Regions from separate parts of the Danio rerio genome. Here region 2 is linked to region 1. The links are chromatin contacts, called in public Hi-C maps. All regions are on one chromosome and are shown on one strand. Each heading gives the region's core, a stretch centred on a gene start, on an enhancer-like site or on the middle of the called end of the contact. The rest is flanking DNA. Distances are from core to core; before and after follow the strand shown. Region 1 holds the start of f11r.1 (F11 receptor, tandem duplicate 1). Region 2 has its middle 35 kb from the start of bco2a.

Evidence for each region. Hi-C and Micro-C count contacts between places; a contact is called where the count stands out from the background.
Region 2: a contact with region 1 is called in a Hi-C map of an unstated tissue, with 4 times the contacts expected there. The contact joins the enhancer-like site here to the promoter of f11r.1 in region 1. A contact is called at or near these places in 2 of 18 Hi-C or Micro-C datasets (hematopoietic stem cells and an unstated tissue).

The regions. Positions count from the first base shown.
Region 1 is chr5:30,444,198-30,448,740 of GRCz12tu, reverse strand. It overlaps f11r.1 (F11 receptor, tandem duplicate 1), which reads right to left and starts at 3,108. Exons shown (of 10, transcript NM_001004667.3): 1 at 3,058-3,108; 2 at 3-59. The coding sequence starts at 3,100.
Region 2 is chr5:30,659,167-30,663,795 of GRCz12tu, reverse strand. No RefSeq gene overlaps it. Among named protein-coding and RNA genes, the nearest start is that of bco2a, 35 kb to the left of the region's middle. Within about 2 kb of position 2,880, at least 40 of the 62 cell types and tissues checked have an H3K27ac peak or open chromatin away from gene starts, as enhancers often do.

The DNA of each region.
Region 1 (4,543 bases), core at 1,859-4,358:
ACCCTCATTCTCTTTCACTTTTACTGGAGAAGTAACAGTAACTTGAAAACCATGTATGCCTGAAAAACAGAAAAAGATTTCAGTCTTTAAATATGTTGGTAAAATTAATTTTGTTCAAACATCAACTTCATAAAGATCATCAGGATAAAAAAAATAAATATAATTTTTTTTTTTTAATAAACATCAAACAAAAGTAGCTAAAATTTGATCTAAATATCCCTGCCAGAAATGATTACAGATGACACACATCCTCATTCTAAATGATAAAAAGCATCTATATAGTTAATTGGGAAAAAATATTTCATAAAAAATATATATACTACTGTATATTATAAATTTGATTTAAATATATGTGCAATTCCAGCGTTATGTGACATTTGCAGGAAGCACTCAAAAAATAAATTCACATAGAAAGTATGTTAACATTATATTGAAACAGCTGTATATTTTCGAGAACAACCGAACACAGAGTTCTGGGATGAGAAAAATACCAATCTGTGAAATTTTTTATGTTTTTAATGAGGGAAGTAAACATGCATCATGGATGTGACAAAAAAGTCTGAGTTTAAAGTATACAACATACTTTGTAGATATTCTGTGAATTAAACTGCATGACCTAAAAGAAATAACGATAATTAAAAGGATAAGAGTTGGTTCTCTATAGAACAAACATAATTGATTTTATTTTATATTTTTGCATTTATTAGGAAAAAATGTTGTTATGGATGTGACATCTCTTTGTTATGGATGTGACATGTAAAATTGCCACTTGGGCCTTTGGTAAATCAAATATAATAGTTTGAAAACATTGACAGAGACATGTTTGAGTATTTCTAAAGTACTTTAAAATACTTGCTTACACAAAAAACTTAGAAACGACTTCCATATTTTGGTGAAAACTTTCATGGCAAGGTTGACATTTGCATGGAATTGCTCATATATTTTTTATATTTCTAATAAGTTAAATAATGGATTTTTGTACTTATTTTTAGAACTACTGAATATGAATGTTTAATATATTTATTCGCACAATTAGCAACTTATTTTAACTTAGGGTGTATTTATTTATTTAACTATTTATTTAAATCCTTCAATGGACTCATAGCAGAAACCTGTGGTTTGCTGTTTTTCAGTTTAAAAGAAGCTAATTTAAAGAAACTGATTCACCTTATTATACAATGCTGAAGTAAGATCTTTACTGCAATTGTTTTGTGACCTCTGATTAACTTGCTCTGGGCAATTTACTAAATATAACAAATGCCAGTAAATGTTCAAACAAGTGTGTGTTTATGACAATACCTTGAAATTTAAATAATATGAAAGTAAAATAACAAAGCAGAATAATAAGCAGTTTTGCATGGCTAAAAATTAATGGAGGAACATTTATAGCAACCAGTTTTGCTGGGTAGTTATAGCAACTACTTTTGTGGGAAAAATAAGGTTAATTATTCTTCCTAAGTATTAAAGACAAATTATTTCTTCTTAGTTCATATAGGGGAACACACACCATATGCAAAAGGTTCTCTATAGTTTGCACAACCATAAATGTTTCAGAATAGCTCTACTATGTTTCAGATGATGGTCATCTCAGTATAAAAAGTTGAAGACATAATGTTTTTATTTACAGCACACTGCCAACAGACTCATTTGTAACAAACATGTCAGCATATTTACTTTCTGTGAGAAAGACCAAGAAGAGAAACTATCATGTTTACTTCAAGGCAAGATATCAAAGGTGACAATTAACCACTACATTTAGAATTGCTGGAAGAAAATGTATTTACTTTTTTCCCCAAAATTGTGTTTAAACATCTAAATGAATCAGGTTAGAGATCTTATTTAAATTTTAGACTAGAATAGACTGTCATTGTATGTGAAACTATGAACCTGTTGGTGTTCTTTTCACCATTAAGTGCCTGCAAATAAAATACAATAAAATTTCAACCTAGAAAATAACTAATAAAGAAAATAGACAAAAGAGTGTTAAAACTTTGACATGTTCAAAAGTGTGTGTGTGTGTGTGTGTGTGTGTGTGTGTGTGTGTGTGTGTGTGTTTACAGAAGTAACTTTAGGTATTTCTTCCATAATTTAGAAACAAAACCGTAAACAGCCTTCATTAAAATCTCAAAATGGACAGGTGTATGAAAAAAATATATATTTCAGTGGTTTTGCCTTTAAAGGCTTCAAACTTGTTGGAAAAATCATGACAACAACAAAGACGTTAATGTAAAAGTCAGTGAAGAACAATTAAAAAGCTGAACAATTTTTTCAAGTGGCTGTAGCTTTGTGAATAATACTTGTAAACAAATGATACCCAAATACGTTGTATTCGCAACAACACTTTCATATGTAGCTCAACAGGATATTGTTCGCGCATGCGCGCAGCTCTAACTCACCATCAACTATTAACAGTTGTTATCGTCACTGGCGGACCACCATTAACGTTTAAAATTAATATATAATAATTTCGCTTTATTAAACGACGACTAAACTATTTGAACATGCGTCCCGGGTTACCTTTCATCTGTTGTAAATTCCCCAGTTAGATATAGCTCGGGTTTCGGATGGGGGTTGGGCGAGGTGGAAATACAGGTTCTCCAGGTGATATCGATGAGCCGTGAAAGGCCTTTTTTCCGTGTATACAGTGATAATTAGACTGTTGTTTCTTCTCAAGCTCAGTACAAAACTTACGTTAAAATTACCAACAAAGCAGGACAAATTTGCTATATAAGCATTCCCTTACGAAAACAAAGTTGACTCGGTTCAGAGTTGTTGCTTAAGAGTGTAAATAAGGTCATCAAATATTACACACTGTTCGGGCGGTTACACAGTCAAGTGTAACTCGACATTTAACGTTACAAGCTGGTTCACTGAAGTCCAGACTTAAAGTAACGTTATTGGAGTAGTTTGCTAAATTTAACCTACGCGTGTACGGTTTTAAACTATAAAGTTCTGACTAAAAAGCTCACGGAAGACAGCAGTTGACGACACGACGTATACTGGAAAACCAAAAGTACAAATGGTTCAAACACTGAAAACATGGACTCTTAACGTTACCTGTGACGAAGAGTGAGAAGCACACAAAGGCGAAGGTCAACATATTCACTCCAAAATGATAAGTTCTCCAGAAAAAGTCTCCTTATAGGAAAAAACAAATCCCCGTTTGATTGTAATGTTTTCTCGAACTTTGAAGTAACGTTAGCTGTGTATTTGCTATGCACTCACGAAGCTGAGCCCAGATAAGAAGGAAGGCTGAAACTAACGCCCTTCTGAGCGATACTGTGTTTACCTGTTCCGTGTGTGATTGGTTGGATCGTCTGCACCATGACACCCCGGTGTATGACGTCATGAAAGTAAACTCAGGTGCAAGCCAGATAAATTACACAAAAAAATCAGTTTTAATGTCTGAACTGTTGAATAAACATCCTTAAAGAGAATGTTGTATACATACTTTAGAAGTAACCAACATGATCTGGAAGAAACTGTGAGTGGGCGTGGAGAAGCATAAGCTAGAGATAGCCTAGTTACTGTCAAAAAGGGTTTTAGTTAGAAAGTTGTATGTATTACATCGGGTACAAAATCAATATTCAAACATCTTATACATCTCGTTATAAAATGACATTATTACAGTAGCCAATGTGAAAAACAGTTGATCATGTTTCTACATGTTTATCTGAGGCAATGTAGTTAGGCCTCATGTCATGGGGCGCACAAGAAAACCCAGCTCAGGATATAAAATGAGATTAACAATTCCAATGAAACTAGATATAACCCAGAGACAGAAGGTCATCAACTTGAGTTTCTATCAAAATGAGTTGATAAATCATCACAATTGTTCTGAATGAATGAAATCGCTCGTGTGAAAATAAAAGTGCCTAGTACTTTTTAGCTTTGCACTGTTGTGCTTTTATTTTCACCTGTAGAATTACAAAAGGTTTTGTCCAGTGAAAAACAACCATAGCATCACCCGACCAAAGCATATTAACCACATTATGTAAATATGATGTGGCATTTCCTGTTGGGTTGGACAGAGACAGTTTCAAAATGAAAAAGTAAATATTAGCATGAGTTTGGTCTTCAGAGGTTTTTCTGTCTACTCTTACCCCTAAACACATAAAATAAATGTCATTTTAAAAAGAGAGAGATTTTCTGTATTTGATAACATATTTTGAACATTTTATTATTATTATTATTATTATTATTATTATCATCATCATCATAACCTTTATTTTACCAGGAAAAGCACATTCAGATTAACAATCTCTTTTACAAGAGTGTCCTGGCCAAGCTTAGGCAGTATACAGTTCACACGGGTTGAACATAGAAACAAAAATCAGACAACATTCATCCAAAATAGACAATGACAGTTAAAACTATTCAGAACATCTACAGGCCGATGTTTGAAACTGCAAATCATTTAAATCTTCTTAAAAGCATGAAGTAAAACCAACTCTTTAAACTGAAACTTTGTTTGGAGGTTATTCCATGGAAAAGGTGCTGCATATTTAAAAGCCTTTTTTTCCCATTTTAGTACACACCACTG
Region 2 (4,629 bases), core at 1,631-4,130, 220 kb before region 1:
CCATTTGAAGTAATTTGCTCTTACTAAGAAATGGGTAAAATCTAGTGGCTTAAAGGATATCAAATTAAGGAGATTTAAAATGTCTATTTGGCATACTTTAATAAAGTGTTTAAAAAGGATAGTTCAGCCAAAAAATAAAAATTCTATCATTTACTCACCCTTCACCTGCTCCAGTCATTTACGAGTTTCCATCTTGAACAAGAGAAGATATTTTGAAAAACGTTGGAAACCAGTTTCTATTGACTCACATGCTAATTGCTTTGTCTATTATTAATTGTGATGTTTACCAGTTTACAACATTCTTCAAAACCTCTTATTTTCTCTTCAACAGCTTTATTATTAACAGCTTTAAAGTTTTACTTTGACTGAACATTCCCTTTTTTAGTCCTTTATGTCATTGAATGATTATTCTTTCTCTAATGATGCTTGGTAGCGGCACAGTGGCTCAGTGGTTAGCACTGTCGCCTCATGGAAAGAAGGTTGCTGGTTTGATTCCCGACAGCGCCAGTTGGCATCTGTGTGGAGTTTGTATGTTCTCCCCATGTTCGCGTGGGTTTCCCCTGGGTGCTCTGGTTTCCCCTACAGTCCAAAGACATGCGGTACAGGTGAATTGAATAAACTAAATTATTCGTAGTGCATTAGTGTATGAGTGTGTATGGATGTTTCCCAGTACTAGGTTGCGACTGGAAGGGCATCCGCTGTGTAAAATATATGCTGGAATAGTTGATGGTTCATTCCACCGTGGCGACCTCTGAAATAAAGACAAAGCCAAAGTAAAATTAATGAATGAATAATAACGCCTGCCAATATTTTTCTGATATAAAACTATTAATATAATGAGTTACATTTTTTTCTTGGGTGTTTTTAATTCATAGAAACAAGGTTTAATATACGTTGAAAACTCTTTTTTTTTATATTTGACCCATTTTATGCTGACAGGACAAACATTGAACTGTTATTGTAATGCAATTCGATGGACTGAAGAAATATGACAATACTATGTAATGCAGACTGGGCAGGAAGCTGATATTTTTAATGTGCGTTTATGGTTACACTTTTTTTTTGATGTTGCCCTTTACACATGCTATTCACTATAAGTTCCAACATGTCAACTATAGTCCAAATGATTAAGTCTTTAAGTAGAGTACTAGTAGATCGTTAGGGTTCAAATTACAGTTGTAGAATAAGTAGAATCTGTTGAAGAACAAACTTGAAGGATTTGCAAACTAAATTTCAAAAACATTCCAATGTTGCATATTTGTATTTATTGTGTCTGAAACTCTGTATGTACTTACTCCCAGGGATGTTTTTTATATCAAAGTTAATATTTAGCCGCACCATGTTGGTGTTTTATAACATCTACTTTTTACGAGGTGGGTCATTAGCCTAACTCTCAACCTCCAACCTGGAGGACCAGAACACTCATACACTACGGGCACTTTAGCTTACCCAATTCACCTACACGAACACAGAGAGAACATGCAAACTCCACACAGAAATGCCAACTGACCCAGCTGAGGCTCGAACCAGCGACCTTCTTGCTGTGAAGCGACAGTGCTACCGACTGCACCACCATGCCGTCCCAACCTCATTGTATATTGGTACAAAAATGTATGTCATGAAATAAAACACTACTTCTAACTCGATCTCATTGGAAAACATTTAGCATTTCAGTACATTAGTGGGTGATTTAGCTGAATTGGCGTTTAGTAAACGTCTTACAGTAGACAGCCTGTAAATTGTCATTTAGTTCATGTACCAAAACATCTTTTCAGGCATATTTAGAATAAGTATCAAATGATGACCCATTCAAAAATGAAGCATCTACATAGCTGTGCAGCTACATTTTTATCTTTGGAACACATTTTAAATGCTTTGCCTCTATCCTTTTAACTACTCCATTTTAAGTATGGGATCATTAAAATGTATGAAAGTTTTTGCAAGATCAATTATTTGTTTATATTTTCATATGCCAAGTACAAGTCAGAACTAACTCTTGTGCACATTTTAAATTTGTAGAAAATTGGCATGAGCACATCTGACGAAAATATAGAAATAGTATCATATGAATTCATTAAATTTAGTGACTAATTTAACAAAATGTTGTTTCATTCTTACAAAGCACCAATAATAAACATAAAATGACTTTCCCAGGAGTGGTCAAGCATTCACCACATCGGTGTTTAATGCAAACTAAAATCACAACTGTTCATAATTTTAGGTAGAGCAAACTAAATGTGCATCTAATGTGGCATCTAACGCCACTAGCATGAGAACCAGTCACTTGCTAATAGTGGAAATGCAAATAATTTTCTACAAAACTCTTAAAAGTTCATAATAATTCAAGCAGACAATACACATGCAAATGCACTGCAAAAATGCTTTTTTTAAACCTAAATATCCAAATATCTTAAATTCAGGAAGCATTTTCTAAAAACATTGTCTTATTTTAAGAAATAATATGCCAAATTGAAGTGAGTTTTTTCTTAAAACAAGCAAAATAAATAAATCTAAACGAACAACAGGATTATTTTGCAGTGAACACAACTACCCTGCAGATTAGTCATTTATCGTAGAACTGTAATTAAAGTGCTGCAACTAAACAACATTTCTAATAGTATTCTAAATCCAGAACCTGGCTGTTCCATTGGTACACACCTAAAAATGGCAACGCAATCCCAGGAAACCACTGCGTGCTTTACTAGACATAAACAGCAACACGGACTCCATCCTCCCCATTGTTTTATCAACACATTTTACTCCCAGACTTATTTTAACCCGTAAAACATGGCTAACATATTAATCAGGTCTTTCAGTGTGGCCTGCTCTCTCTCTACTCTGTCGCTCTCACCAATACTCCAGCTCTCCCATTGGATAATGGAGCTAATGCTTGTAGCCAATAAGAGAGGACTGCACCTTTTTTCTCCTAGCAACAATAGCGACTCTATCCTTTCAGCACGACAAACTAAAATTACAATACAAATAATTGCGACCGCGCAGCTTCCTGAAGGAGAATTCCCTCTATTTTTTCCTTCATTTGCCTCTGCGTTTCAACCCCTGCTGGTTCCTCTCTGATTCCGGCTCATTCTCTGTCATCCCTCCTCATTTCTGATCGCTCATCTATCACACTTTTCCTCTCATTTTTGCAGCATTACCTTTGCTGTATCTCTCTATCCTCCCCCCCTTCCCACCCCACTCTCTCTCTCTCTTTCTCTCTCTCTTGGCTGACTGTGTGTCTCTGGTAGGGGCACACAGCCGGCTCCTGTTTCATGCTCTTAAAGGAGCAGCATGTTTTTCGTTTCGCTGAAGGACTGTGGTGAGGGATTCTGGGTAACAGCATGCACTCACTGACCCTGGGAGAGGTTCTGCACAGTCGCTGTGAAGCAAACATCCCGCCAAACTCAAACACACACACACACTTACACACACTGCCTGGAACAGAACGAAATTTATAGCCAAGAACATAAATCAGACATACAACGGTGCTAGAAGAAAGTATTGGGAAATTAAAAATGTATGAACGCATTGCATTCGATGAATAGATCAAGGATAAAACATGAACAAATGACGAAAGACTCAAGTTGCTTTTCACTTTTTGATTCAAAAGGGGATTCGCTATGAAACATTTCATATGAAAACAAGGGCAAATAATAAAAGAAAACATTAAAAGTAATGTGGATGTTAGTCATTTTTACGATCGGTTGTAAGTGTTATATCAAAAACCTGTTTGGACAAGAGTTTTTATTATAAATTTAAGTTATAAATCTGCTGATTTACAGCTGATGATAGCAGTTCTGCTGTTCAACATATGGTTACAAACAAAATGCAGCAGTGGAAAAGTTTACTTCAATTCATTTACTTTTTTGTCCTGTAAATCCTGTAGATTTGTACATACTATCAACTTTTACTTTAAGAGGTTATTTATAATATTGGCCTATATAATATTAATTCCATGCTTGCAGCTCAAATCTAATCTGTTAATACTGAACTTCCTTCGCAAAAATATAGCTATGAATGAAAGTGATGGTTAAGAGTGCATTCTTTAAATAAAGGTTCTTTGTTAGCATCAATGGTTCCATGAAAAAACATCATTATCCATGGAATCATTTCATCCCACAGACGGTTCTTAATCAGGGGTGCTCAAGGAAGTTGCTAGATTGTTGCAGCCAGAAGTTAACGAGAATTAGTTTTAAAATTTTCCATTTATTGTCCCTTTTTAATGTCTACCCCCACCCCTCAAACTCAACCGTCACAGTAATGTAAAAACAGTAGTTGTAATAATTATTATTCATGCTATTAAATTACCCAATAAATTGTATTTTTAACGGCTACCCCCACCCCAATCCTAAACCCAACCATCACAGTACTGTGAAAATATAAATTTTTGTTATACAGTGTCACAAAAATGCTGCTATATTAATGTGCATATCACACTTCTGGCCGGCCGTGACTTTATCCGATCTAGACTTTACCATTGCTCAGAATTTTTTTTTTTATGTAGGCCCAAAACCACACTTGATTGAGGCTAGTGGGTCGAAGGTAAATATAGTTGCCACGGGTAATTTACTAATTTGTTTAAAAATGTTTAAAAATGAAAAATACTGTATTTTTTCACATTTTATAATTAAC